Regions from separate parts of the Mus musculus genome. Here region 1 is linked to region 2. A link is a contact called in public targeted proximity ligation data. All regions are on one chromosome and are shown on one strand. The core of a region is the stretch at or near the end of the contact, and the rest is flanking DNA. Distances in the headings are between cores, read along the strand shown. Region 1 holds the start of Tmem109 (transmembrane protein 109). Region 2 overlaps A430093F15Rik (RIKEN cDNA A430093F15 gene).

Region 1 (3,668 bases), core at 518-3,017, 120 kb after region 2:
TCGAGCGTAAAGCCGAAGACACCCAAACCTCCCAAGAAAAGCCTTCATACTGGAAGATGACCCACCCGCTGAGAGTTTACAGGTTACACACCAAGAGAGTAAGAAGGGACAGCCAGAGATAGCACTGAGACTGGCCACTCCTGTTCAGACAGCTGCAATTCAGCTTAGTAGGGACAGTCTCAGCTGGGGAACTGCTTTACTTACTATGGTGGTGAGACGTCACTCTATGTTCAGCTGTGGTTTGCTCTGCCAGGGCGGGGTGGGGCTGTCCACACTACCTCCAGTCAGTGCTCCTTCCTCTTCTTTTTCCTTTCTCGCTATAAATCACTACAGGGGCAAGAACTAACTTGGTGCCCTCTGCTGGCCCCCACGGTTCCTTCACTACTCACTGCAGTCCTGTGGATCTGCAATCCTCACTCTGGATTGCCCATCTGACCTGCCTGACTAGCCTGTTAAACAAGGGTGTTTGCCCCACCCAGGCAACCCACTCAGACCCTCCCAGGGAGGAGCTCAGCCTTTTTGTTTTGTTTTTAAAGCTCCCCAGGATTCCTGAGGCATAATCAAACAGTGGTTGCAAAGATCAGCAACGCAGAGAAAAGTCTACTTTAAGCAAAGCCTCCTAAGAGCTCTCTGTACAAAGGACACAGGTTCAGATCTATCACAAGTTAGCCGCCACTACCTTTACACCTGTTACTTAACCTATCTGAAATTCAATCTCCTCAAATGTAAGTTCTGTTGAAACTGGGTTAAGAGTTACTTCAAGAAGTTAGATAATTTGTGCAAGCACTGTGTTCAAAGTTTGTCCCACAGCCTCCCAGTGACTCTCAGACTAACTTGACATTAACTTTTCTTGGAATCCCCAGCACCTAGCATAGAATGACTAAGTGCTTGCTAAATGAGTATCAGAAGCCCTGCCAAGAAGCCACAAGTGTAGGACATAAAGACATGGAGAGGTGGCGGGGGGGGGGGGGGGAGGGAAGGGGAGGAGGTTATTTGAATAGTCAGTCCAAATATACGACAGCCACATGAGAAGCACAGCTGAGATAGAAGGTCCTAAACGTGGCGAAGTCACCACTAAGGAGAATGAAGTCAGCGTTCTGGCAGGTCGGAGGCAGCCCTCGCTAAACCCCTGACAGCTGCTACCCAGCAACTGTTTGTGGGGCAGGGTGTTTGCAAAGGGGGGGGGGGGGGGTGTGCAGCCTTGCCGCTCCCTTCCCAAGGCCCAGACTCCAGGCAATAGGGTCAGTGGCATGTGCTATTTCGAACAGCACATCCCCTGCCAAGCACTCCATAGTGGCGTCGCGAGGCCCATGAGGTCAGGATACCCTGAGGGGGGCTCCAACTGAGGCGGCAGGAGGCTGGACCATGGGGCTGGGGGAGGTGTGCAGTTCGGCACTGGCCTCATCCCCCAAATCTGGCAGCTGCTCCCTCCGGAGGGCTAGACCTCAGCGCTCGAACCCACTCATCCCGGGAAACACTCTCCTCCAGGGTTACCTAGTAACAACGCCCCTGGTTGCATAGCAACGAGGATCTGGGTCCCATACTTGTTAAGCCCCACGTTCCACGTTCGACCCCTCCCCACTAGGGCTCGCAAGGCCTTGCGGCTCCGCCCTGTTACCTCCTGCAAATCTGTCCTTTAAGCTGCATCTACAGCCCTGGTCTCGGCCCTCACTCACCCTGCTCCGGTCACCGCTATCCTTCACGTGGGACTTCGCTAGAAAACGCGCCACCAAACCGGCGCCTCAACTCCCGGGGTGTTGGTTTATAGTCTGCGCATGCGCGGGGCGGTCGACGGAGGAGACTGGCAGGTCTTTCTGGCAGGCATCGTGGACGCATGCGCTCTGCTCGCTCCATTATGGTTTGTACGTGTTTTTTCCCTCCCAAATATTTCCAAGAGAAGAATGGCGCCGGAAATTGGAGTTGGAACGGAAGCGAAGCCTTTGGCAGGAAAGGGGAAAGAAAGAACTGTCGAGGCTGTGGCGTGGGTAGAGTTGGTGCTCGATGCGGGATTCGGTGCAGATCCGAGTCTACAACGCATTTAGGGCGGCAGTTTCCTCCCGGGAAGTGCAGTTCCTAAGGCGGGGCGCTGGCGAGCACTTGGAGGGCTGAGAAACCTTTCACGCTAAAAATGGCACATCAGGGGGGAAAGGCACAAGGTGTTAGTGGGCACATGAACGGTGTACGGCCTTGGAGAAACTCATATGCTCTGGAAGAGAGCAAAACCTCACCCAAAATGTGTGGGTGACCACCAAAGCTTTGCTTACAATTGTTAGGGAAAGGAAAGCAACCCAGGTGCCCTGGGGTTATTTTGTTTGTTTGTTTGTTTTAAACCTTAGAACACTGAGGTAGCTTTGTGGATGAGGTAGGCAGAGATGTAAAAATTGTTTAAAGGTTTATTTATATGAATACACTGTAGCTGTCTTCAGACACACCAGAAGAGGGCATCAGATTCCATTACAGGGGGTTGTGAACCACCATGTGGTTGCTAGGAATTGAACTCAGGACCTCTGGAGGAGCAGTTAGTGCTCTTCACCGCTGAACCATCTCACCAACCCATAAATTTTAAAATTACGTGTAGTTATGTATTCTATGCATGCGTTCGGGTGTGCAGGCACAATACAATACTCCTATGGAAGTCAGTTCTCTCCTGCTGTGTGGATCCCGGAGATTGAATCCGGGTTGTCAGGCGTGCCTTAGTGGAAAAGATCTCAGGGGTGGTGGGGGTGGGAGTGGTGTTTTTGGTTTCTTTCTAGACTTAGTTTTAGTTTGCAAGTGCCTTTTGGGAAATTAACATAGGCACACATATTAGAAATGTATGGGAACATTGGAAGGGAAAGGAGGACTTCCCTTAGGAGTCTTGTTAAAACCTCCCATCAACTGAGAATCAAAAACTACTTTAGGTGTTTCTCTCTTCCCAGCTGTAAACCTACAAGTTTCTAAGAACTTCACTAGAAACTTACATTTACAGTAAGAAAGACCTGTCCTAGCCCTCCCCTAAAGGGTGCAATCCTAGTGGCTCATAGTTATATTTTACTAGATTATATTCCTAACCCAGTCACTTCTGGAGCCATCCTATAATATCACTAATCAGAAAGAGAGAAAAGGATAAAAAAACCAATTCTTAACAACCCTTTTAAGGCATAACTTGAGAGCTGCCAGGATGTTTTATATGGGCTAATGGTGTGACACTTATTTGTGACTCCCTCTTCAGAATCCTATATAAACACTTGGTTATGTCTTACTCTTTTCCTGGTCTCTGTCTCTCTCCCCCACCCCCTCTGTTAAATCATGTTCCTAAAAATATGTATCAACTTATCTTTAATAAACTTCAACTCTGGTTCTTTTGACTGGTAGGGGACTTGAGACAAAGTTTCTTTGTGTAGCCTTAGCTGTACTGGGACTAGCTCTGAAGACCAGGCTATCCCTGAACTCAGAGAGATCTGCCTGCCTCTGCTTCTGGAGTGCTGGGATTAAAAGTGTATACTACTATTACCGCCCAGCTAGCCTTACTTTCTTTTCTGTGTTGAAAGGATCAAGTTTTACCTGAGTCAAGTCCCTAAAAGATGGAATTGGAGAGATGGCTTAGTGGTTAAGAGCAGTGACTGCTCTTCCAGAGGTCCCGAGCTCAATTCCCAGTATCCACATGGTGGCTCACAACCATCTGTAAT
Region 2 (3,519 bases), core at 311-2,810:
GTGAGCCAGATTCTTGGTGTGCAGAATGGCTCAGCCTAGGGACAGCTGATCTCCTGCCTCCAGATATTTAGTTTGGGGTGGCAGGGGGTGGGGGAGATTGTTTAGGTTGTCCCCACCAGTGACAAAATGACATAACACACTTAGGATGACCCCAGTCGTGTGCTCCGGACAGTCAGCACTAATTAATTGCTATGCTTATGTCTGCAGGGTTCAGATATGCTCAGACTTGTATCTGAACTCTCCACCATCTGTGGTTAATATCATCTCATCTGGCGTGTGAATCGAAACCTGTCTGTGAACCCTGGCCTGTGCAACGCCAGGCAGTGTGGAGGCTTGGAAGCTTGCACACATGAGCCTAGGCTCCATCTGTGTTTGGCTCATCTTTAGCTTCAGTGTGGATCATTGACTTAATTTGCTATAGATGCTCACTAGGTTGAATTAGGGAGCCCAGAGACACCACTGTTAGAGAGGTGCTCATTGGAAGCTTGGCATGCGCCTAGGATCCTGGCACTCAGGAGGATGAGGCAGGAGGATCATGACTTTGAGGCTGGTCACACAGCAAATTTGAGGACAGTCTGATATTTATATAACGAGATCCTGGGGTGGGGGTGGGGGATGGGGAGAATGATACTTCCTTAAAAGTTTTTATTATTTATATTTTATTATTCATATTATATACATTTATATTTATCTGTGTGTGTTTGTACCAGGGTACAACCTCCTGTTTCATTACTTTGGTATCATTCATTTTTTTGTTTGTTTTTAGCCAGGGTCTTTCTTTGACCAGAAACTTATCGGTTAAGCCAGACTGGCTGCCATCAATCCACCTGCCTTCCCTTCCCCAGCTCCAGGGTTACAAGTGCAACCATCACAGCTGTCTTTTATAAAATGTGGGCTCAGGGAATTGAACTCTGATCCTCATGCTTTCGTGTCTAGCACTTTATGGATTGAGTCACCATCTTGGTCACCACCCTTATTATTTCTATATGAATTTGGTTTTTAGCACTCAAACCAAAGTAACAGGACAGGTTAGGCTAGTATGTACCCACGTGGTATGACAGCCATCCCTCCTAGTAGCTTGCCTCACTCGTGGAAGCAAAGCGGCAGGAAGTGACACTGACCTACACTGACCACCTTTGTTTTAGATCAGGTGTGAATAATGCCGATCTAGTTCCCACCTCCTCCCAGCTCTTGGTGGTGTGAGTCATGGTGTGTCATCCTTCTTGGATGCATTTTTCCCTTCCAGAAGCTCAAAGCTCTGTTGCTATGGGCAGAGAAACTCGAGTGCCAAATGACTATGTTTCAAACAGGATGGTGCGCTGAGTGTCTGGTAAAGTACCTGGGAGTTTTCTTTGCGCCCGATGAGGTCGGAGGCTGAGCCGTGGGGGCTTATGTGATGTTATGGTCATATACAGTAGCGATCCGGAACCTTTCAGCCCTGACGAATCACCCACCTTTGAACTGAGGATTTAAAAAAAAGACAGAATCTTTCTGTGGTCGCAACCAAGATGTGATGATAGACCGAGCCCTGAGAGTCTCAGCCAGCCCACTGGCACGTTCTGAGGGTGCTGTGAAACTCAGCTAAGCCACCCATCGTCATAAGAGAACAAGCAAGTGGGGGTACGAAAGGGAGATCGCACGAGTTCTGTTTCTCACTGGCTGCGCAAACAGGAGCTTGCCGGAAGTTGCACAGTGGGAACATAAGCCTTGTGAAGCTTTTCTGGGAATGATTGGGAGGTGGGGGGTGGGGAGTGGGGGTGGGGGTGCGATGGCTTTTGTTTTCTGTTTTTCCATTTTCTCATTTTCCATGACTCTTGACATATTTATGACCTGGGACTTTTTTGGGTGGGATCCTGACGGAATGTTAGTGCTATTCAGTAGTTCTGGTGGGAGTTGGGGGTTGGCAATGGGGTGAATCTGAAACTTGCCCCAAATTTGCATTCTAGTCATCAGTACAGATTCTATACAACTTCAACATTTGTTTAAGAGGTGCATGGTATGGGGCTGGTAAGATGGCTCAGTCAGTAAAGGTGCTTACAATTAAATCTGAAGATCTGAGTTCGGTCCCCAAGACTCAGTAGTGAGAAGAGAGAGCTAACTCCCCCAAGCTGTTCCCTAATGTCCATTCACTAAATAGGTAGATAGGTAGATAGGTAGATAGATAGGTAGATAGGTAGATAGATAGGAAGATAGATAGATAGATAGATAGATAGATAGATAGATAGATAGATAGACAGACAGACAGACAGGCGTGGTGTGGCTAGTATGAATTGGAGTTAACCTGGCCTTCCTCTTACAGCCAGGTTGGATAAAATCCTTGACCTGATTTCTCACTTTACCACTTCTGTTCTGGGATGGTGGGGAAAGACCTGCAGGAACAGTGTGTTTATAGGTCAGAAGGACCATGGAGCCAGAGAAGATCAGCCCTTAGAACAGCTCACCAGCACAGCTCTTGCCTTATCTGAGCTGTGTACCTGGCTATATAGTTAAGCATTAGGTAGTGATCTTGACCACCCAGATCACTTTAGTAGATCCTTAAAATATCTTTACTTTGAATATGAGGAAGCTGGGGTTCAGAGAGCCTAGGCAACCTGAACCTAACAGTATGCTGTTGGGAGAGCCATCACCTACTCTGCTTACCTTAAGAAGTCTTCACTCCTTTTTTTTTTTTTTAATATTTTTTATTACGTATTTTCCTCAATTACATTTCCAATGCTATCCCAAAAGTCCCCCATACCCCCCCCCCCACTTCCCTACCCACCTATTCCCATTTTTTGGCCCTGGCATTCCCCTGTACTGGGGCATATAAAGTTTGCGTGTCCAATGGGCCTCTCTTTCCAGTGATGGCCGACATGCAGCTAGAGTCAAGAGCTCCGGGTTACTGGTTAGTTCATAATGTTGTTGCACCTACAGGGTTGCAGATCCCTTTAGCTCCTTGGATACTTTCTCTAGCTCCTCCATTGGGGGCCCTGTGTTCCATCCAATAGCTGACTGTGAGCATCCACTTCTGTGTTTGCTAGGCCCCGGCATAGTCTCACAAGAGACAGCTATATCAGGGTCCTTTCAGCCAACGCTTGCTAGTGTATGCAATGGTGTCATCGTTTGGAGGCTAATTATGGGATGGCGAAAGGAAGTCTTCACTCCTACTGACTATCTCACTGTCATTACTAACTCTCTCCTTTGTGTCTTGGCTCAGAGGGTCCATCACAGACTGTTACCACAGGGTGGACCAAGAGATGTAGATGGATAAGCAACCTCAGGCCCTTTGTGGGAAGATCCCTTTGTTCTAAACCTTTCCAGGTACTTTGCAGCAGCTCCACTCCTGGCTAGACTTGATGCTAAGGCATGGCCTGAGCAATTCTAAGTGAGAGTGGCTGAATGTTGCTGCCAGCATATGGTTAGCTGGAGAGCACACTCGGGCCTAGGGTGGGTGGTGTCTTGGCCAGTTGGGGCTCTTTGGGGCGGGGGTGGGGAACTTTGTGACTTCACTTGTTTCGATGAGGAGGTGTGTTTGGAGTT

The links.
Region 1: a contact with region 2 is called in a targeted proximity ligation map of CD8 T cells, with 21 read pairs. A contact is called at or near these places in 9 of 39 promoter capture datasets (the C10 cell line, the HPC-7 cell line, HPC-7-derived erythroid cells and 6 more), 4 of 484 Hi-C or Micro-C datasets (bone marrow-derived macrophages, cerebellar granule neurons and embryonic fibroblasts), 6 of 130 datasets of targeted methods (CD8 T cells, the NIH/3T3 cell line, bone marrow-derived macrophages and 1 more) and 3 of 9 other capture datasets (adipose tissue, liver and pancreatic islet).

The regions. Positions count from the first base shown.
Region 1 is chr19:10,879,976-10,883,643 of GRCm38.p6, forward strand. It overlaps Tmem109 (transmembrane protein 109), which reads right to left and starts at 1,768. Exons shown (of 4, transcript NM_134142.1): 1 at 1,677-1,768.
Region 2 is chr19:10,762,356-10,765,874 of GRCm38.p6, forward strand. All of the region lies in intron 1 of A430093F15Rik (RIKEN cDNA A430093F15 gene), which reads left to right. Among named protein-coding and RNA genes, the nearest start is that of A430093F15Rik, 23 kb to the left of the region's middle.